6 separate regions of the Mus musculus genome follow, and all the other regions are linked to region 2. A link is a contact called in public HiCAR-type, HiChIP or PLAC-seq and promoter capture Hi-C data. All regions are on one chromosome and are shown on one strand. Each heading gives the region's core, a stretch centred on a gene start, on an enhancer-like site or on the middle of the called end of the contact. The rest is flanking DNA. Distances are from core to core; before and after follow the strand shown. Region 1 overlaps Fto (fat mass and obesity associated). Region 2 holds the start of Crnde (colorectal neoplasia differentially expressed (non-protein coding)). Region 3 overlaps Fto (fat mass and obesity associated). Region 4 has its middle 36 kb from the start of Gm36325. Region 5 overlaps Irx3os (a long non-coding RNA gene). Region 6 overlaps Fto (fat mass and obesity associated).

What was found. Promoter capture Hi-C pulls out the DNA fragments that hold promoters and counts their contacts. HiCAR-type assays count read pairs that join an accessible place to other places. HiChIP or PLAC-seq counts read pairs in DNA pulled down with a chosen protein or histone mark.
Region 1: a contact with region 2 is called in an H3K4me3 HiChIP or PLAC-seq map of neural tube, with 9 times the contacts expected there. The contact joins the enhancer-like site here to the promoter of Crnde in region 2. A contact is called at or near these places in 11 of 39 promoter capture datasets (the 3T3-L1 cell line, cranial neural crest, embryonic stem cells and 5 more), 5 of 484 Hi-C or Micro-C datasets (cortical neurons, gonadal supporting cells, nephron progenitors and 1 more), 22 of 115 datasets of contacts at active chromatin or transcription factors (the NIH/3T3 cell line, cardiomyocytes, craniofacial prominence and 13 more) and 3 of 9 other capture datasets (adipose tissue, embryonic stem cells and liver).
Region 3: a HiCAR-type map of kidney shows a contact between it and region 2, with 4 times the contacts expected there. The contact joins the enhancer-like site here to the promoter of Crnde in region 2. A contact is called at or near these places in 1 of 39 promoter capture datasets (embryonic stem cells) and 12 of 115 datasets of contacts at active chromatin or transcription factors (the NIH/3T3 cell line, bone marrow-derived macrophages, craniofacial prominence and 7 more).
Region 4: a contact with region 2 is called in an H3K4me3 HiChIP or PLAC-seq map of embryonic limb bud, with 6 times the contacts expected there. The contact joins the enhancer-like site here to the promoter of Crnde in region 2. A contact is called at or near these places in 14 of 39 promoter capture datasets (the 3T3-L1 cell line, 3T3-L1-derived adipocytes, HPC-7-derived erythroid cells and 8 more), 20 of 115 datasets of contacts at active chromatin or transcription factors (the 230-238 cell line, astrocytes, craniofacial prominence and 10 more) and 1 of 9 other capture datasets (embryonic stem cells).
Region 5: a contact with region 2 is called in an H3K4me3 HiChIP or PLAC-seq map of craniofacial prominence, with 9 times the contacts expected there. The contact joins the enhancer-like site here to the promoter of Crnde in region 2. A contact is called at or near these places in 8 of 39 promoter capture datasets (the HPC-7 cell line, cranial neural crest, embryonic stem cells and 4 more), 1 of 484 Hi-C or Micro-C datasets (epiblasts) and 15 of 115 datasets of contacts at active chromatin or transcription factors (acute myeloid leukemia, craniofacial prominence, embryonic basal ganglia and 9 more).
Region 6: a contact with region 2 is called in a promoter capture Hi-C map of maxillary cranial neural crest, with 15 times the contacts expected there. The contact joins the enhancer-like site here to the promoter of Crnde in region 2. A contact is called at or near these places in 9 of 39 promoter capture datasets (the C10 cell line, the HPC-7 cell line, HPC-7-derived erythroid cells and 7 more), 1 of 15 datasets of contacts at CTCF or cohesin (large pre-B cells), 17 of 484 Hi-C or Micro-C datasets (the G1E-ER4 cell line, beige adipocytes, cerebral cortex and 11 more), 26 of 115 datasets of contacts at active chromatin or transcription factors (the 230-238 cell line, the NIH/3T3 cell line, acute myeloid leukemia and 18 more) and 3 of 9 other capture datasets (adipose tissue, embryonic stem cells and pancreatic islet).

The regions. Positions count from the first base shown.
Region 1 is chr8:91,612,006-91,615,438 of GRCm38.p6, reverse strand. The region is part of intron 8 of Fto (fat mass and obesity associated); the gene reads right to left. Among named protein-coding and RNA genes, the nearest start is that of Gm36325, 100 kb to the left of the region's middle. Within about 2 kb of position 1,623, at least 17 of the 459 cell types and tissues checked have an H3K27ac peak or open chromatin away from gene starts, as enhancers often do. A contact at or near this core is called in embryonic limb bud, nephron progenitors and neural tube, where this site is marked.
Region 2 is chr8:92,354,379-92,357,484 of GRCm38.p6, reverse strand. Crnde (colorectal neoplasia differentially expressed (non-protein coding)) reads left to right here and starts at 1,365. Exons shown (of 4, transcript NR_110452.1): 1 at 1,365-1,797.
Region 3 is chr8:91,441,884-91,445,416 of GRCm38.p6, reverse strand. The region is part of intron 4 of Fto (fat mass and obesity associated); the gene reads right to left. Among named protein-coding and RNA genes, the nearest start is that of 4831440D22Rik, 24 kb to the left of the region's middle. Within about 2 kb of position 1,291, at least 40 of the 459 cell types and tissues checked have an H3K27ac peak or open chromatin away from gene starts, as enhancers often do. A contact at or near this core is called in craniofacial prominence, embryonic limb bud, kidney and 1 more, where this site is marked.
Region 4 is chr8:91,677,212-91,680,736 of GRCm38.p6, reverse strand. No RefSeq gene overlaps it. Among named protein-coding and RNA genes, the nearest start is that of Gm36325, 36 kb to the left of the region's middle. Within about 2 kb of position 1,471, at least 3 of the 459 cell types and tissues checked have an H3K27ac peak or open chromatin away from gene starts, as enhancers often do. A contact at or near this core is called in embryonic limb bud, where this site is marked.
Region 5 is chr8:91,827,965-91,831,542 of GRCm38.p6, reverse strand. The region is part of intron 3 of Irx3os (a long non-coding RNA gene); the gene reads right to left. Gm39223 (a long non-coding RNA gene) reads right to left here. Exons shown (of 3, transcript XR_879089.3): 2 at 3,032-3,169; 3 at 906-1,410. Among named protein-coding and RNA genes, the nearest start is that of Gm39223, 14 kb to the right of the region's middle. Within about 2 kb of position 1,717, at least 2 of the 459 cell types and tissues checked have an H3K27ac peak or open chromatin away from gene starts, as enhancers often do.
Region 6 is chr8:91,513,213-91,516,574 of GRCm38.p6, reverse strand. The region is part of intron 7 of Fto (fat mass and obesity associated); the gene reads right to left. Among named protein-coding and RNA genes, the nearest start is that of 4831440D22Rik, 47 kb to the right of the region's middle. Within about 2 kb of position 1,519, at least 13 of the 459 cell types and tissues checked have an H3K27ac peak or open chromatin away from gene starts, as enhancers often do. A contact at or near this core is called in neural stem cells and stem cell-derived motor neurons, where this site is marked.

The DNA.
Region 1 (3,433 bases), core at 374-2,873, 740 kb after region 2:
ACAGTCAAGATGTGTGATAGTAGTGGACATCCATTTCTGGCAGGAGTGCAAGTCTCATTTCCAGTAGACTCGAGTCTTAAATGCACTGGCGTCTCTGCCAATTGCCTGGCTCGATGAAGAACATATTACATGCCCATAACCATGAAGAGGACAAGGGGATCCATCCTGCACAGCTCTCATCGGACTCAAGCTGAGAATGAGACGGTCTGAGGAAAGCTCCGGCTTAGGGCATGCTGGTAGGGCATCTAAACCTCAGGGGTTTACAGTCTCTCCTTTGCCCTTCAGAGATGTTATCAACTAGCCTTGCTCCAGAGCTTCTACGCTCCGAAAGCCTGTAACGTGGAGCTCTTACATACTACCTATTAAAGAACTGTGTTCTCTCTCAGTAGCCATAAAATGTAAAACACCTCTTAAAAGAGACTTTCTCTGTTTCCCAGCCAAGGGCACACGAGATGAAAGAAGCTGACTTTTAAATACAATTTTAAAACACCGTGTTAAATAAAATGATGTATCGATACATGCTAGGTGATTCAAACACCAGCTCTGCTTTTGAGATCGTGGGCACTCTGGAATGTCCAAGTGATGTAATCGAAGGGAAAGCCAAGAACTTTGTCTCAGAAAAAAGTTCTTCAGAAGCCCAGGGCAGAGAAGAAGGAGCGCTGGGACCAACTGGATTTGGATCACCTGGCCCACAAGGGTCCCGCAAAGGGTGACCAATGCCTAGCCAGGACAAGAGCCTGAACTGTTGGAGCCAGTGTCAAATCCTTAGAGACTTCAAACCCTAACATGTTTAGAAAGCCATTTGTATTGACAGAATGCTGGCAATGCAGCCATTAAGAGTCCAGGCAACAGCTAATTCCTCTCGGTGTCACTTCAAGATGGCGTTACCTGAGCCGGGCGGTGGTGGTGCATGCCTTTAATCCCAGCACTAGGGAGGCAGAGGCAGGCGGATTTCTGAGTTGGAGGCCAACCTGGTCTACAAAGTGAGTTCCAGGACAGCTAGAGCTACTACACAGAGAAACCCTGTCTCAAGAACAAACAAACAAACAAACAAACAAAAGATGGTGTTACCTGCCTGCTCCTAAACCCCCAAAGGAGCTTCCCTTCACCAACACCGATTTTTCCCAATGGGGTGAAGAAATGGAGGCCTTTGTCAGCCATTGAGAAGACACTATTGAGAGGGGGACATCTGGAAACCACAGCACCAAAAACTTCACGTCAACATTATGGGTAACACTTTTTAGTTTTTTTTTTAGGCGAAAAAGAAAATGCCGTTCCTATTATGCAATCGGGCAACTGAAGATGTCTACCTTCAGAGAAGCGAGTGTTTGTGGTGAGACTTGGGCTGGAAGCTTAGGACGAGAACGCTCTCGTGCCGTCTGCTCTGGTTTCCCTGTCCCTTCCCATTAACGTTTTTTGCTCTCTGTGGCAAATCAATCAGAAAGTTAATCGTTGTGCTGATTTGTTGGTGCTTACTCGTCTCCCCCTTTAAGAAAATAAAGAAAAGAAAAAGAATGGCTTTAAAGGGGAAAGCTGACCCCGGCGTGTTAACAGCGCCACTGTGGTTCCAGGCTGCGGTCAGGCCAGCTGTCTAGTAAAGAGAAATTCCATTGCAGCACAAGTAATAAAACCTTCTTTTAAAGCACAGATACCATGCAGGGAGGAAATGTAAGCCCCTTGCAGGGGAAAAGGGAGGTGGGGCTGTCTGAGGTAAAATACGGCCTGGAGCAGTGGAGACTGGGGCCTCCACACGACTGGATAGTCTTCAATTGAAGCAGCTATTCCTCTGACCCAGAGGCCTCTCTTTTCCATCCATCGCCTTCAGGACTCTAGGAAGATGTAAGCTATTATGGGAGGTTATCATCATTGTTATTCATACGATGGAATGCTTATCATCCGCTCTGCTTTCCCAAAGCGACCGCTCTGTAAGATGGGTGGTAGGGACATTCTCAGTATGATAGCTAGCATGCTTAAGTCTGCTCTAGTGGAGTGACAGATACCAAGAGGCCAGGCCACCATGTCACTTCTGAGACTATCTTAGACTCAGAAGTGTTCTTAGACTCAAAATTGACAAACAATCGACTTTCCTTAAAATCTGGGTCAATACTCACTGTACTTACCACCCTTGACACTACACAAACTGGGCTAACTGGTCCTGGACTCCAGTAAAAGGCAGCGGTTTGCAAAAGGAGGGAGCTGGAATCCCATGTCCGTCAGTCACCACAGACTGTCACACAACCGCTCAGTATCCCTGATCTCGGCCAGACAGGAAAGCAGGGCTCATTGACCAGGTAAGGCTTTTTGACCCAGGAAAAGCAGCAGACTGAAGGCTAAATCTGATTCCTAATGTGGGCTCTTCATTACAACACTCACACCATCATCCCAGGTCGGTCCCATCCGGAAAAGCCTTTAGAATGGCAGGGCAGAGCTCATGAATGCTTGGCTAGGAGCTCAGGCCCGACTTGCCCTCCCCTTCTCCTCTCCTAGGCTGGAAGGGAGGGGAAGAGCGGTCACTCCAGGATGGTAAACTGCAGTAGCCACTTTAACACTAATGAATTACACAGAAAGATATGAAGACAAGTATTTCCTCCAGCCCTCCCAGCACAGGAGCGGTATGTAAACATTACGCTTCGCCCCCCGCCCCCTACCACTTTGGACTTAATTGTATTCCTAATTGGAAATGAAAATTAATTTGCTTTTGATCAATTCCAGGTGGCAGATCAGCCCAAACTGGTAGCAGAGCGTTTTCTCCTCTGTGAGTGACCACACACATGTGCCATAAACACCAGGCTGCGCCGGCATAAACAGGAAGCCCCTGCCCTGCGTGCAAGGGCTTCCGATGTCTCTCTGCCTCTCTTCCCTTGGCTGATTGGCACCATTCAATTTTTTAATAAAAGGATTTACCAAAGTGCCGGTGCTTGTGGAAATAAACTGCTGACAGCCTCGCTGCGTTAAGTGCGTAATTAAGGCTGTGAGGTACAGATGCTGAACAATAGTGGCCTACATCAAGATGTATGCGGTGGTATCACAAATAACCTGGCATCTGGTTTCTTTATCGAAGAACCTTTCTTACGGTTTGGATCTTAATTTTTTACAGTTGACAGCAGTGTTATTTGAGCCAGTCAGTGGCATCTGGCTGCTGGGGGGGGGGGGAAGAAAAGAAAGAAAGAGGGGGGGAATCTCCATGCACTTTAATTAATTGTGGAGAAATTACATGGCCCTTCAACCGTGTAGTTTGTCATCAGCGCGCATTACAGATTTATATTAGATGTTTCTCCACAGTGTCAGGAGTAATTAAAAGGGGGTAGGAAATGATGCCAACCAGCCATGCTTTAACAGCGGTGCTGAAAGTTTTCTATTTATTACAGCCAAACAATTTTAGAAGAAGATGTCAACTCGGAGGCTTCGCTGTGCATGGAATACATATCAGGCT
Region 2 (3,106 bases), core at 116-2,615:
ACAACTGGCCTTAGTCTTGGCTCGGGCCGTTCGGGAACACAAAGGGAAAGATGCAGCGGGCTGCGCTCGGGAGAACGCTCTGCGCCCTCCTCGCCAGTGCGAATAGCGAAGTTGGCGGACGTCTTGTTCTCCCGAGAGCTGGGCTGGGAGGTGGTTTTTCTCCCTCCACGCTCCACAGTGGCTTCTCCCTCCTGCCGGAGGTCTCTAGGTTGAGCTGGAGACCTGGAATTCAGATCCCAGGGAGAGTCGATGGATGCCGGCGCTCAGGGCACAGCGAGGCCGAGATGACCGCCTTTCTGCGCCAGCAACTGCAGCAGGTGGGCAAGAGCCAGGCCTAAGTAGAAGGGGCCCCGCTAGCCCTTCCTTCCACCCATCCCTGGCAGACGACGAGAAGAGGCTAGAGAGGAGACTCTGGGGTCTCTGGCTGGGGGTGTGACTTTTCTCTGGAACGAGGAAGGCAGTGGGCAAGAAGTGCCCGACGGAGAAGCTGTTCTACCCGAGTCGGTCCCCCAGACGCCCCCGGCCCCTTGCCATCCCAAGTAGCGATGCCTGCTTCTCATGTCTAGCCACGAGCAGCTTGCCCCGTCAGGTCTGTGGAGCCGGAGGGTGTGGGGTCTCGCCCCTTTTGTTCCACTAAGTCGCCTTCCACCCTCGCTCGCCCCCGCCCCAGTTCCACTGCAAACACTGGGCAGTGAACAGTGTCCAACCCAACCGCTGTTTGTTCAGCGAGGCGCTGGCCCGGCAAACACACACCACAGAGTCCCAGGCAGAGTTCTCGGAACACCCCCTCCCCAAACCCCCCACGGCCACACAGTGAGAAGGCAAAACAGACCCTAGTCCCTGGTCTCCACCTCCCGCCGCCGCAAATTACAAACGCACTGAAGCTTTGGGACAGACAGGGGCGCTGGTAAACCAGGACCGCCGGCGGCAGAGTGCACACACCACACATCAAGCATTTTGTGGCCTTTCACAACCCAGCCACGCGCAGGCTGGAGCGTAACAATACACAAAGTTTCCTGTAATGATTCTCACTAGCCAGCAAGCAGTTTGCTCGGTTGGGGCCGTGGCAAACACTAACCCCACGCGGATCGCACAGGGACCCGCACCGCGGCGCGCATTCACGCACGCGCGCAGACTGCCCCCTCACTTAGCACTCAGGATACAGGTTCCGCCCCCGAGAGGTTGGACCCCGCGGACTACATTCTCCAAGAACCTCTAGGCCTACCCCGCCCTTCCCCTACACAGCTTCGCCTCTGATTGGGCGTTGGTCTCCATTAGCCCCTCCTCTGGATGACGTAATCCGCTTCCCTCGGAGTTCCAGCGCCAGGGGGCGTGGCTGGGAGGGTCTTTGGCTGCGTATTGTCATGGAGACCAGAAGCGGTCGGCTGCTGAAGCGGGCGGCTGCGAGCTAGACTGATCGGCACGCGAAACCGGAGCCCTGGAGAGCGTGCGGCGGCCTGAGGCTGCCTCTCGGGCTGACCATTCCGGGTTCGGGGTAGGCCGGAGCTCTTCAGGGAGCGTCCCCGCCCCGACGCGCGGGTCCCCGCCTCCCGCGTCCGCACCGCCCCCCGGCTCCGCCCGCTCAGCCCGGCTAACGGTCGGCGCGGCCTGCCACGAGGGAGCGTCCGCGGCCCGCGCAGAGCCGCGCACCAAGCCGATGGCGGTGGACGCAGCAGGGCCCCGCGGTCTGAGTGCGGGCAGGCGCGCGTGGGCGTGTCTCCCTGGCCCACGCGTGTCCCCGGCATCAGTGTCTCGGCTCTGGTCCAGGACGAAGACTTCTGAAAGCGAGCCAAGGAGGTTTGTGCCACCGAGAGCCCAAGTCTGTCACGCAGACATCCTCATTACATAATCCTGCCACTTGGGCGACTTGACTGTTTCTGTCTCCCCCTCCCCATCTTGCTCCCCACTCTATATTTTTTCTGCTCTCTCTCTCTCTCTCTCTCTCTTTTTTTTTATTTTTTTTATTTTTTTTATTTTTTTTGGTGTGTGTGAAGGACTAGAAAGTGTCCTGCAAGATATTGAAACATTTAGAATTTGCGATTTTGTTTCTCTGGTTGTCACCTCCGCTCTACATCAAATTTAAGGCTCATTTCTTAAGGATGTCTCTATTTTCTGCTTTATTTGCACACTGATGGCTCTGCTGCTCTGCTGGCCTCAGCCGCCTGCGTCTGATACAGAACCGCGTTAATAAGAGAGGGAAGGCGAAAGCTGATCATTAGCAGGCAGACGGAACTCAGATAGCATCTGGCGTCCTTTTCTCCATGTTTACAAGAAAGCTTTTATATTCTCGCTTGGTAAACACATTCTTGCTGGCAAACACAAGGTTTTAACTTTTTATCTTGATACTAGGGGAGAATCAACACTCCTCCCCACACAAACACCTTTTTTTTTTTTTCCTTTCTGTTCCGTCAGCTTTTCCATTTGGGAAACTGTTCACTTGTTAGCTGTAGTTCCGGGTCTCTTGTCGCTGAAGCTTTTTATACACCAGCAGAGGTAGGACCCTCATGCCAGATCACCAAGACTCGTTTATTCCCCCTTACTGCTGCATTTGTATATTTCTAAACATGTACTAGGGCTAGGTTACTCTGTTTTTAATGTTGGCTTGTTAAGCTTCATTTAAAAACTTGCCAAGGGTTTATTGGTTTGTCGTGTCTGCACGGATCTAGTTATGCCTAGCTCTTAAAACATCGAGCTTTAAAATAAGACCTACGATTGTGCTGCCAAGATCTGGCATGGCGCTTGCTCTTCAAGTTCTGGACAAGTAGGGCTGTCATTGTTTCTATCAAGTGCAAAGGAGGTGACGCCTGTTTGCTTAGTGTAATAGTTGTTTACAGTGAAAACTTTAAAGACTTACAAAAGTAGACCCGCAGGATTTTAAAGATCTCGTCATTTCTGTGGCTGAGACACAGCAGCAGCATCAGGAAAGGCAACAGATTGCTTCTGTCCTATCGCTTGGCTGTTTTCGAGTGTTCTTAAAGGATTATGATTGATAAGGCTGTCTTGCTGGAGAATGTTGACACAGGTGTGCATCGTTATCTTAATTAAGATCCAGAGAAAATGTTGTCTATAAATGGAGACACAAGGAGAGGACATAATTTTGTACAGT
Region 3 (3,533 bases), core at 42-2,541, 910 kb after region 2:
AGACCAGCCAGGACCAGTGGCATTTAAGACATCATGATGATGCATTAAAGGGGATAGGGGACCAACAGAGGTCTCAGTGTTTATTCACCTTTGTTCCCAAACATCCCACCTCCACGCCCAGCTCCTGGTTAATGAACAGAATTTAGTTGCTGTCCCTTGAACTGTATAATCTGCTCCACAAAAAGCAAAGCCAGTTTGTCTCCAAGCACTCCCAAGTCTCTAACTCCCTGGCTACAAGCAGTCTATGGAAAACAGCTGTCGCAGAGTAAATCACCCGGCCCTGAGAAACACCAGAGTGATGGTGGGTTGGTTGCCCCCCCCCCACTTCCCTCCTCTAAGTGTGTTTTGAAGTCCTGGTTGGAAAATTAGTGAAAATTGTAAATCTGTTTGCAAATCTGGTCTTGTCTAACTCTGAGATTAGGGCAAAGATTCCAATTTAAAAGTAAAACCATGACAAGCCATGAAGTGTGTCCTCAGGCACTGCCAACAGGCTCTCGCTCACGCCCACGGCAGCAGAGTTATTACAGGCACCCGACACATTCCCCATCAGACACCCCTGGAGTATTCACTTGAGACAGTGGGGTTCAGTCTGTACTTCCTCTGCAGACCAATATATTATTATAAATTGAGCTAAACTGTTTCCTTTTTGTAAGCGCTGTGAAGTGCAGGCTTCGGTTATCAGCACAGGCGCGGTCATAAGGTTCCTTATTTGGACTTTTAAAGACTAATGTGAAAGGGCAAAGCTACACAACAGTTGCTTTTACATATATATGCTTTTAATTATGAGATTTTTTTTTAAATAGGAATTTATTTTAGTTTATAACAGGAGTACTCAAAATTCATTTAAAATACCAAATATGGCATCTTCATAAAAATACGTGCTAAATGCACACTTTGGGGTACACTTGTTATGACTGAAGCAGGACCATGGAAACCAATAAGGTCATCTACATCTGAAGGCAGAATGTAGAAAGTGCTAATGTTTTGAGTTTATCACCTCTAGCACCGAGAGACTCACTGAATGTTCGAACACCTACTTCCCTTGTAACAACTATATCTTGTAACAACTACATCAGAAGGATAATGTAATCAATTCAGTGTCTTAATAATGTGCCTAATTAAATGCTTTCAACATTTATCTAGTTATTAAATTAAAAACAAAAACAAAAGCGCTTTAAAACCGAAAAACAAAGTAAATTCAAACAGAATGCCATCAGCTTGGCTTCCCTTGCAGAGCCACGCCTCTTAGTGGCAAGAAGTGTACTGAAGCCCACAGCAGTGCAGTAGCAGGGGGAGGAGGGGACACAGGGTTACCTGGGGTCAGAGAAAGGCCCAGATGTAGGAATGCTGAAACCTGAGTAGGCTCAAATGTCAGGTTCTAACTCCTGACTCTTACTAGCTATGTAACCACGGATGAGCTAACTAGGCCTCTTCTTTTACAATAGCAAAAATTTGCCTCTTGGGGTTACAAGCAAATTTTCAGAATTCTTCACTTGTCATTAATTCCTAATAAATGTGTTTGTTATTAATATTACTACCATTGCAGATATCCATTATAAGAAGAGACTGGGCAGGAATATATTAATCACATAGGAAATTTGTTTTTATGTTCTTTCCTTTTATACTCTACATAATTTATCTCTAGAGTGAACATATGCTGCTTTTTCTTCTTTAATTATGCATGTGTGTCTGTGTATAGGTATACAGATATGAGTGCAGGTGCCAGCAGAGACCAGAAGAGGGTATCAAACGCCCTGGCGTTGGAGGCGGTCTTAAACAGCCCAACAGGAATCCCAGTCTCTGCAAATGGAGTGCACATTCTTTATAAACCACTGAGTTAGCTCTCCTGCCTCCACACTTTGCTTTTTAATCAGAAGAAATCATAGAGGATGTTACTAAATGCACAAAAGAGCGCTGAGCTTTTACACTGCAAACCAGTGGTGGTTTCATATACAGATAAACAGGAAGGTATTTGAAAACCATCCTGGCTCTTCTGGACTCCACATATGCAAATTATTACTACCAACACAGTATCCCAAGAGAAGTCCTTTATTTGGATTCAAGCCAATTTCTTGGGAAAACATGAAAACTTAAGTTATAATCTTTTTAGACAAATGGTATTCAATAACAGGAATAGAGACTTCAGAATAAAAATTTGGATCCTGAAATCAAATTGGGTGATAAAGGGAAGGGATGACCTTAACGTCGATGGCATTCCAGAGGTTTCAGCATCCTGAGAGCCAGCTGATAGGACCACAGTTAGAGTGGCCCAGGCGTTCTGGTCTCTGTGCCGCCATATGGATGGCCATCCTCCTCTGAAGGCTGTTTATAGAGTCTGAGGTTGCCTATGTGAAGCAGGTGTGTATGAGATAAAGCAAGATGCAAATGGAAGCAAGACACTGAGCTGAAGCCACAAACATAGCTTCATGTGGTTATTTCCAACCTACTCGTAAACACCAAGGCAAAAGCCTCAGTCTGGCCTACTGCAGAGTTAGTGCTCCCTCAGGGTTAATGTGATTAGTGTGTCTGTCTGTCTGTCTGTCTGTCTGTCTGCCTGCCTGCCTGCCTGCCTGCCTCACTTGTGCCTTCTTCTAATGTGAACAATATTCATCTCACTAAGGATGTTTTATTTTAATATCCATTATGCTAATCAAATGATAAAAGTTTATGTCTGATATTAGGAGTAATAATGGTATTTTTTTCTTTCCTTCTTATTGCTACAAATTGTATTGGCATATATTCACTGTGTACATAACTGGCATTGTATTTATATAAACTGTTGGTCTCTTGTTTAAACAAAGAACAAGATCCAGATGCTAAGATCTCCCAGCAAAGAAAAGTAGTGTGTACTTAACACTCTTTTAGTTTCTCTATATTTATATTTATAAAACACCTGTAGTCGTGCCAGTTAATACTGTTTTTCCAGGCATATAAATATATAAAATCTCCTTCAAAATTGAGCTTATTTCAGTGGTAGAAAAAGTAAGACTTAGAAATAGTTCACGAAATAGAGAGTTAGCAATAGATTAAGCAAGGGCCTCGACACCAACATGCAATGAACTGAAGTCTGGGAGCTTATAACATCCCATTTCATACTGCCATGTTCCAGGCGGCAAAGAATAAGATTTATTGTTCTCCAACATCTCCCCAGAACCTCACTTAGTACCTGCAATACAGAAACTCTACAGACACCAAACTTTCCAGGAAAGTAATTCTTACTAGAAACTGATCTCCAGCCCTGGTTCTTTCTAGCTAAAAAGCCACCAGATCTTAGGTCTTTGCAAACAGACAGGAACGAGACAAAGCTGGGCAAGCATGCATGTTCGTGTGCAAACTGGAGGTCAACCTTGGCACACCTCCTCCAGCGTTCTTGGTCTTTTGAGACTGACTTCACTGCTTTGAGAGGCTCATCAGCAAGCCCCAGGGAGCCTCCTGTCTCCTCCCTAGTACTAGGAAGACAAGGCACAGAACCATGGGTTCTTTCTGTGGAGCCAGCCCAGAAATTTATGAGTTACATGTTCATGGGAAAAAAA
Region 4 (3,525 bases), core at 222-2,721, 680 kb after region 2:
GTAGCCCAGGCTGGCCTGGAACTCTCTGGGTAGCCCAGGCTGGATAGGATTTGTGATCATGCTTGGCCTTTTCGGTACTGGGATTGTAGGTGTGTACCACAATTCCTGGCTATTTTTCAGTTTTGAAGAGAGAACCCTCCCTGGGTAGTATGTGTCCCTGTGTGTTTTCCTGTGTAGGAGACACTACAATAGAAAAGACATCTAGAAGCCTGCAAAAGTGCTGTTTGGGAAGACATTAAAACCTCTAATAAATCCAAATGAACTATCAGATGCCCTATGAAACAAACTTTCCAGCATCTTCAGGCTTCCTAGTAGAAGCCCCAGACACAGTCTCTAGAATCCAGCAGTCCAGCTCTGTTGTGGTGCCCTCTGGGAAGCAGTCGTGCGTGGCACAGGGTGGTTTCCTCTGCATCCTGGCCACACTGTGAGTCCAGGACCTCGGCCTCCTCCACCCTGACCCGACTACTGCTGAAGAACCAGTGAGCCTATAACAGGAAGAACACAGGCGAAAGGAAAATAGGTCAAGACACAGTCAAAATTATGTTTGAAAATTGCCCCTTTAATCCAGGACTGTGCTCTAGCCCTGTGGGGTATGGATGCAAAGCTTAGAGTTCCTGAGAGGCGGCCTTCTCGGGTAGCCTCCAGTTTACCCCGGAGGTTGGGCAATAAAAAGGAAACAAAAATAATTGACCAGTTTTGCAGTTAGCTGAACCCGGCAGCAGCCCCTAAATAGCTCTCACTTTCTTGGAGCTTGTGGTCCTCATAAAACTACAAGATGCGTTTCAAAGCTATGAATTTGCTAAATAGAACTTCATTTCCTCTTCTTATTAGAGGTAATTAAATTTATTAGACGTCAGTAAAAGCCTTGTAAACAGAAAATATGAATGCTTATAAAAGCCTGCTCTTTCTTTTCAACCCAATAATTAAGATGCAAGGAGGGAGCGGCTAATATCGGCTTGTAATTTACGAGGTGCCATTCAACCCTGAATCCGAGACAGACTGCGGAGGTATTAAACACCAAAATGAAAATAATGCCCACTGAAACGCGTTATTTATTAAGTACATAACTACTCAGAAATAAACACATCGCGGAGGAACTTGGCGTGTTTGGTGGAAACGGTGTGTATACATCACCTCCTGCCGTGGATAGATTACCCATTGAGTCGGATCCTTAAATCAAAGTCATGCTTGCTTAAATGCAAACTGCCAGTGGCAGTCAGCAAGCCCTGAACTTACTCTGCATTCGCTTTGAAGGCAGCTCTCAAAGACACTGCGGTACAATGGTTTTTAACCTTCTCAAAAGAAGAGAACTCCCCCCAGCAGCCACCTGAAAACCAGAAGCAAGAAGTGGGGAGATTCTAAAGAGAACAGTAGCAGTTAACAATTGTGACAACCCTCCTTCCCCACTGCATCCCAGGCCTGCACTCTGGTGACTGGACGAACGCTACAAAGAGCCCAGGAAGTAGTCAATTCAGGCATATTGTGTCAGCGCTCCGGCAGAAAGGCGGACTTGAGACTCTTTAGAATACATGATTATAGGAACGATGGAAGCTCTATTTCAGCAACTTAGAGATTCCTTTGATTTTAAGGTATGTCATTACCTACTGTGTCACAAAGACAGGGAGAAGTCAAAGAGGACCAATTAAAGTGGCCAGGCACAGGCTGTCCTGAGACTCTTTCTGAGACCAGAGATGTCACAATGGAGAATCAAGACAGCCCCTCTAGAAGCCACAGGACACAATCAGAAAACAAAAACAAAAGCAAACCAAATCAAGAAAAAAAAATCTTGAGGCAACATTTAAAGACAATCTGAAAACTCTTATTTTGGCTTTGATGTATAAATAATGTCCCAATAAAGTTGCCACTGCAAATGTTATTTGGGGGCTAATGTTGAACCCTAAATTTCAATTGTATAGAGGGCAGTGAAGAAAGCAGTGAAAGAAAGGGCTAAGGTGCTACCCGACAGATCTGGCCAGCAGTTGGCACGGGCAGGGAGGAGCAAGAGCCCGCAAAGACTGGAGCACAAGCCTTGCAGTAGGGGAGCACCTGACGGAGGAGTGTTAGGGGAGGCAGAGAAGACTGCAGAAGGAGAAGCCAGAGAGGCCAGAGCAAAAGTGACCTTTTTCTTCTGCTCTTACAGGAAAAAAAATACTCTTTCTAAATTTGGGAGCGAGTTCATCCATCTACTTTACGCTAAAACCAACTTTTGATGGCTTCTAGAATATTTAAGAAGCAGCCTCCTGGGGCTAGAGAGGTGACTCAGCAGTTAAAAGCACAGGACTTAGGTTTGATTCCAGGCATGCACACAATGGCTCGCAACCACTGAAAACCCCAGTTTCCAGGGATCCAACACACACACTTGCACACAATATACATACATGTAGGTGAGTGAAACATTCATACACACAAGGCAAATATTGTGAATAAAGAAAAGAACCAGAGTCCCTTCACTTGTCTGCTATACCTTGAACGGTCCCTGAAGATCTGGTCTCTCCTCTAGGGCCAAGGCTTGGCTCTGAGAGGACTGGAGGCAACTGGGATGCTTTCAGATAGCAGGACAGCTGGGATATTTGACTTTTGTCTGGGACCAAAACTCACCTTCTTTTATACAATCACACACACACACAGAAGCTGTCGTACCCCTCAGCTACCACCCTGCACCAAAGAAACAACAGTACTCAGCATCAAAGAGCCAGGGTACTGTCCCATAGCAACAGTCAACTCTCCCGGGCAGTTGCCATGGATCTTGCTGACTTTTGTGGATTTTCCCCTCAAGCAACTTTGTGCCATTGGTTGGTGCTGTGAGCAGCCCCATTTTGTAGAAGGAAACTAGGGAACTGAGAGGTTGGTCAAGTTGCTTGCAGTGTACCACTGCACATGGGCTTATAACAGGGCCCCGAAATGCTTTGTGTGGAACTCCATATGTAACAATCTCGCCACTGTGCAGTAGGGGTCTTGCCAGGCCACTAGGTCAAGTTGTATAGGAAGCTACAGGGGTAGGGATACAGCTAAGGTCAAGTGCCTGCCTAGTGTGCAGAAGGCTGGGTAGGTTCCCCAGCACTACAAATAAATATTTTTTAAAAGTGTGAGAGAGAAATGGTCATGTGAATTTCTACCTTGTGAAAGCAGCTATGTCATGACTCTTCTCACCAGCATCACAGGAGGCCCAACACTCTACACCACACCAGATGCACTGTTATCACTGGCTAAGATGATAACCACCATTGCAGATGTCTGGTGACATCTCAGATACTCCATCTTTTTTAAATTGTTATTTTATGTGAAGGGAGGTTTCGGCTGTACGCATGTCTGTGCACCTCATATGTGCCTGGCACCTATTGAGGCCAGAAGAGGGCATTTGACCCCCTTGACTGAAGTTACAGACAGTTGTGAGCCACCATGAAGATGCTGGGAATTCAATCCAGGCCCTCTGGAAAAGCAGCCAGTACTTTTAACCACTGGGCCATCTCTCAAGATAGTTTGAATCTGTGCTGATGGCTAACATGCGTGATGCTTTCCTCCTGC
Region 5 (3,578 bases), core at 468-2,967, 530 kb after region 2:
ATGTTTGCAGTAGCTTGCTGTTCCCTGGCTGGCCTCCGTTAATGTCCAAGGCTGAGAGAGAGCTGTATGCATGAATTTCAGATATTAATAGGAGTCTTCTGCATCTCCAGGCTGGGGGATGCAGCCAGGTACCCAGCCTGACGCTCGCTGCATGCGTTTGCGTGGATGCCGTAGACTTCCTCTGTGTGGAATGGCTTAAATGTGCTGCTTCAAAAACATTACGTACACAAACACAGTCATCTCTACGAATCCTAATACGTGTACATAATACACACAGATTCCCCTAATGAGGAATCCAGAGCCCACCATCCCCACATATCAAAATCCATGACTGGTTCCGTCTCTTAGAATAAAGTGATACAGCATTTGCCTGCAACCCATGACTGTCCTCCTATAGACACTAAGTTGTCCCTAGATATGATCTTAGCACCTTGCAGTCTGTAAATGCTAGGGAACACACAGTGTGCTGCTGTGTTGTGCACAGAATACTGAGAGGAGAAAGACTACCCAACATATTCAGCAAGGATGAAACGGGTTTTCAGATATTGCTGGTTCTGAGCCATCTGAACCCACCATAGCTACAAAAGCCCCACTGTACCTCAGAAAAGACTTGGATCATTTTTGTAGCTGGGGAGATGGCTCAGAGGTTAAAGGGCACTTGTTGTCCTTTCAGAAAACCTAGGTTTGTTTCCTATCACCCAGAAGATGGCTTACAATCAATTCCAGGAGGCTTGACACTATCTTCTGACCTCAGTTAGCACAAGGCATGGATATGGGGCACATGGAATTTAATCATTTTCTCTTTTTCCTTAAGTTTTCTTATTATTTTTTATTTTGTTATTGTTGTTTGTTGCTGTTTTCAAGACGGTTTCTCTCTGTAACTCTGGCTGTCCTTGAACTTGCTTTGTAGACTGGCTGCATCTGCCTCCCAGGGACTGATATCAAAGCATGCTCAAAAACCACCCTGTTCCTTGCCTTATTTTTAAAATTCTTGCCTTTATTTGCTTCTTTTGTGTCTGAGTATAGATGTGCCTGTCATGGGGGACAGGCATTGTGTGTCACATCTGGAGTACGGACTTGCAAGGAAAAGTTGTGTGAGTCCGTTCTCTCCCTCTACTATGTGGGCCTGGGAATAGAACTCAAGCCATCAGGCTTGGTGACAAGCCACCCATCTCTCTGGCCCTCAATTATTTTCTTAGTCAATAAATCTCCTATTGCTTCCTCTCTTATTTGGGGACAGTTTTTCTTACTGTAATGGGGATTATTGACTAAAGGTCTAGGACTTGTCTAGGCTCACGACCAGCTGTTGAGAGCAATCAGGCTCTTGGCCAATCCATCAGGAGATCACCGGTGGGTGGGTGGTTTTAGTCCTCAGGAGGCTTCAGGTCCAAGTCTGAAGGCTCAGGGTGCCTGGCATAGATGGAGAATGGCATTATTTATACCTATGGGTATCAGAGATAGAGTCTCCCTTCATCTTAGAGACTGCAGCAGCCATGCAACTATCACCTCAAGGTAAGGAGCAGGGACCCAGGCGGAGGTCTCTTTCTGGGTCTGTCTCTTTTAGAGATGTGACAAGGAGAAAGAGAAGCCATGCAAGCCCTTAGTAAGGTTGCTGATACCCCGACTTGCCGAATGCCATAGCGGTCTCCATGGAAGCCTTCCCATCAACCATCCTGCCACTTGCACTGCCTGGGAGCTCTTTGCTCTTCAAGGCTGTGGGTCTAGCCCTCAGCCCAGCATCAGCTGGACAGTTGTTTTCCCAGATCCCTTTGCAGTCAGAGCCAGTCGGGTGACTTTAATTTGATCAATGACACAGAAGAGGACAGGTGCTGGCTAGCTTCCAGACAAAAAGACTTCTAAGCTGCTTTCCATTCCGTCCTTTGTCCACCTGCCTTTAATCTCACAGCCTCTCTGTGTGTGTGTGTGTGTGTGTGTGTGTGTGTGTGTGTGTGTGTGTGTGTGTGTGTGTGTGTATGTGGGCATGCACATGCACCAGTTTTTCAAAAGAGGCAAAGGAAAGGCCAGCACGTGAAGGAGGGCTGCCAAGAACACAGGAGAAGCTTGGATGAGCCGATGGAACTGCAAGGCCTTCTCCAGACTCTGGTGGATTTAGTGAATGTCTACACTGTCTTCAGTTGTTGGCTGCCCTGACATTTTGTCCTACTATTTCTAGACACTGTCACCAGACCTGCCTGAAGCTTTGGGAAGAAACTCAGCACCCTGAAATTCCAAGAGAACAAAACAATAACCTTTTTTTTCACAACTCAATTGTTCTAACACAACAGCTTCAACAACTAGAGACACCCCCAGCCTGGGTATCTACACGTGTGAGTAAGCTCCAGTAGTCTATTTGGGACGCCCCCATTAACCACTGTCTGCCCTGACATCTCTCATCCAGCAGCACCAGCAAGCCACTTTATTCTCCCTGTGACGTTGTTTCTTTAGCTGCAAAACTGGGTACTATGACATCTCCTTCACAAAGTTGCTAACCAGAGCTTTCTGCAAGAACAGCACAGATTCAAAGTGATCCCCTGATGTCACAAGTCCCTGCCATCATTTAGGGCACGCTGGATTCCTGAACCCCATTGTTTATTCTTTACACACACCCCTCTGAACCCAGCTCTCCTGAAGGTCTTCCAGCTACTCGGACACCACTCTCAGACCCCCCTTTCAGTTCACAAAGTTGTCCCCTGCCTGGGACAATAAGTTCCTTGTCTCCCTTTGGAAGCTCTGCTGAACCCCACAAGAACACACACACACACACACACACACATGTGCATATACACACATGTTGTGCATATACACAATTAAGGACAGGGGAGGTGGGGGATCAGCTCTGAGGTCTCTTCACTTGCTCAACGGTTGTCTCTCACCACCCTCTGAGCTCTCCAAGGGGAAAGGACATATTCCCGAGCTTCTTATTACCCCTCTACCACCTAGCAGACCTAACCTAGAGGGAACAATCCACAACTATGTAATTATTAAGAGAAAAGACACAGAGAGCTCAGCTCTGCGAACATGATAAACTCACAGCTTCAGAGAAAATCCACAGCACCGCGGTTTAGAGGTTCACCTTCCATGCAGTCCTGTGAGTAAATTCTAGCTGAGCCACTTAGCAACTGTGTGATCCTAGGCAAGTCGCCTGACCTCTGAACCTCCATTTTCTTGCCTACAAATGAGAATCGGAATAATAACAATTTAATAAAGTTGCTTTGAGGATTAAATAAATTGGTAAAAAAAAAAGATACAGAGTGGTAACTCACTTGTGTGCATGTGTGTGTATATGTGTTCAGTGTACATGTAAAGATCTCACTATATAGCCCAGGCTGGCCTTGAACTTGAGATTTTCCTTTCTCAACCTCCTTGATGCTGAGATGACAGGTCCCTACTAATGGTAGCTAATTTTCTTATACTCCTTGTTAGAGCTATCATGATGCTGGAGACATTCGGAATGAGACCTGGGACAGGCAATTCCACTCTGGATTAGACCATTCAGGTTTGTTCATCTGATATTCTGCCTCATCCATGAATGCTTGCTCTACCAGACTCCTTTCTGGTCATCAATACCACCGAGGCAA
Region 6 (3,362 bases), core at 270-2,769, 840 kb after region 2:
TGCACGACTCTTCCTCCTTCTCCATCACTCTGAGATGTGACCCCTCAACAAGGGAATGAGTACTAACTCACTGCAAGGGAAGAAGGTGCTGCACGCCCACGAGCAACTCTACCCCAGCTTTGCCTGCTACTCTCTACAGCCTGTGCACACATCTCCACAGCCATTTCTTCCAGGGAGTTTCAAAGGAGACTCTCAAGATGACGATGTTGCTTCTGTCAGCTCTGACACACATGTGTTGGTAGTGATGACTTTGTTGACACTTTCTGCTAGAAAATATTTACATGGCACCTCTTGTCCGCGGTATTTTAAATGCTGTAATTATCCCTACCCTGGAAGACAACACAGAGTCGGACTGCCTATTTATTAGCAGGGCTGTAATCACCTTCACCACCAAACTGAGCTCCCAACCTGTTTAGAGCTTTAAGCCAGAGGAAACTACTGCCTCTCTGTGGCTTTTCTTTGCTGGAATTATGCTGGTGTTTTCCAGAACAAACAACTTAACCAGTAAACAAGGCCAGGGAGAGCAAGACGAGTCAGTAGTGTGGAAATAGAGTAAAGAATATGGTTAAAAAAAAAAAAGCATATACCAAGATGTCTTCTCAGAAAGAAGTAGTCTCACTCACTATTATAGAACCATTTTATTTTGCTGATTTTTTTAGTAAGTTCTATAAAGTATGATGATAATTTTATTCTCTCTTGGTCAACTTTCACCTGGCCTCTTAAGGGTAAAATAAAACGATGGAGAGACATTTAATGGCTCAATGAGCAGCACCCTAATTCGTAAATCTCAGTACACTGGAACTGCAACAGTATCCCTGATATACTACAAATAAGAGCGTTACGTCTAATCCATGTGGAAATAAACCCACCAGAGTGGCAGATCTTTCAACACAGAAAGCAAAGGGGTTAATGTCCAGCACAGAGCATCAGTGGATCTAGGTAAGCACAGGCATTCCTGTATAGTTCCCATCACGAATACTGGAATGGTAGCTGACTTCTCTCCAGTTACTGTGGAGGTGCCTGGCCTTGTCATTTATCTTTTCACGGAAAGCTATTCACTCTATATATGAAAGCAAGAAGCCCCCCAGCCCCACCAGGACACACATGCCCCTGATCTCCAGCCTCTACCTGTAAGAATGTTGCTATGCCAATCTGCTCACAGCCTAGCTGAGGGTGAAGCAGCGGGTGACTACAACAAACACTAAGGAGCTGGACAGGACCACATCCGGCCTAAAGGTGGCTGAGCATTCGCCACTCCCCGGGCATGTGAAAGTTACCCAAGCGCTCCACCAGGTTGGCTCCCGCCTTTCCCGTAACATCAGTAGCACAAAGACTGAAGTGGTCTGTCATGCACACTGGATTATATGAAGTGTAAAACATTGGGGGGAGAGAGGAGGAGGAGACTTTTGAAAGGGAATGGGAAAAAGAAATCACACTTGCAAGAGGATCCAGCTGACAGCTCAGTCCCTAACAAGTAAGACAAGTGAATATGTTCAGATGCTCTGTGAATGCAGGCAGAGCGCCGGCCCTTTGTCTGCAGCCCTACAGTGTGTCCTTAACCCAACTGCTGCCCGCACCACTGAACATATGTTTTCTACACAAGAGCCGAAGCAGAAAAGGCTCTTTGTTATAACTCACTCTTTGTATCTAGCCACCCCTCCCCCTTCCACTCACCCATTCTCTCGGTGACATCCAAGCCAAAGCCCCCGTGGAAAGTTTAACGGCCTGGGACAGGGAAGCCAGAGGCCTTCTTGCTGCCCTCAGGCTTGGAGAAATGGCCCCGCAGTGACACTAGGGGCGAGACCCACAGTTACCAAGTGCATCCTTCCACCAGGCCAAGGGCATGTCACCCATGCTACTTCATTTAATGCAGCTCTCACCATGAGAACAATCTCTGTGTTAAATGTGGAAACTGAGGCACAGAGATGAGAGTAAATTACTCCACAAAACTATAGTAGAGTTCAGTTTTAGAGACTTGCAGTTCAAAGTGCTTATGGGACACCACACACACACACACACACACACACACACACACACACACACACACACACACACACACTCGCGTACACTCAGACAGACAGACAGACACGCATGCATGCATATGATTCTGCATTTTAAATGCTTCTATATCTGAGCATGCATCTGGTCACTGTAGTGCTCAAACACAAGCAAAGCTGGGAAGGCTGCTGAAGAAATGGACAGTGTCGGTGATGAGGATTCAGATCTCCCTGCACTGGGACTTCAGGATGGGGAAGAAGGGCAAGAGCCCCATAGGGTAGATGCCCTATGGTGGCCAAGCTGGCCATAGGCAAGTGGCTTCTCTCTGGTCTTAGTTTACCCACCTGAAAATACAAGTAGTTATCGTCTTTACCTCAGGGATCTGAGAGGATTCATGTGTAGCTATGGTTTTCACCAAAACTCTGCTGTTGAGATGTAGAGAAACAAGGTGTGTTGGCCAGTTACAGGTATTAAAACAGATACCTTTCCTGGGTTAGTGACTTGTCCTGTTGCTATGTCCAAATGCCTGATGAAAAGCAACTTAAGGAGGTAAGATTTATTTTGTCTTACTGCCTCAGGAGACACAGTCTATTAAGGTGGGGAAGGATAAAATGGCTGGTCACGCTGCCTCCACAGTCAGGAAGCAGAGACAGACAAATGCCTGGACTCAGCTAGCTTCCTTTTGTTCCTTGTTATTTGGGTGGGACTTGTGGAGTGATAGTACACTCAGAATCAAGGTGTCTTCCCTACTCAAGTAACCCTCTCTCACCCAGAGGTGAGTCTCTCAGGTAACTCCAAATCCAGTCAGGTTGGAAGTGAAGAGGAGCCCACACTTCCTGTTGCTCCCCGGTGCCTCGTGTTCTGTATTCACAGCACACGTGTAATAGATGACCCAGTATCTCCTGGTGCGAGTGCTAAATAGTGGTGACGATGATGTAAGAGGCACATCGCCTGGCGCGTTCTGCATACCAGGCCTGCTCATGAGCTCTGCATCATTGAATTCTGCTAAGTCTGTAAGAGGAAGGTATTTACAGTGCTTTCACTTACAGGTTTAGTGATTTGTCAAATTCCATCCTATTAGTAAGCTACAGAGTCACATCGAACCCAAAGGGCCAGATGCCAACACAAGTCTACACTTACCTGTTTACTGCAAGATGCTTTCAGGAACATTATCTCAATGATGCCAGCTGCGTGAAGCAGTTAGTGTTTTTTTTTTTTTTTAAAGATTTATTTATTTATTATATGTAAGTACACTATAGCTGTCTTCAGACAAACCAGAAGAGGGCGAGAGGGCGTCAGATCTTGTTACGGATGGTTGTGAGCCACCATGTGGTTGCTGGGATTTGAACTCCAGACCTTTGGAA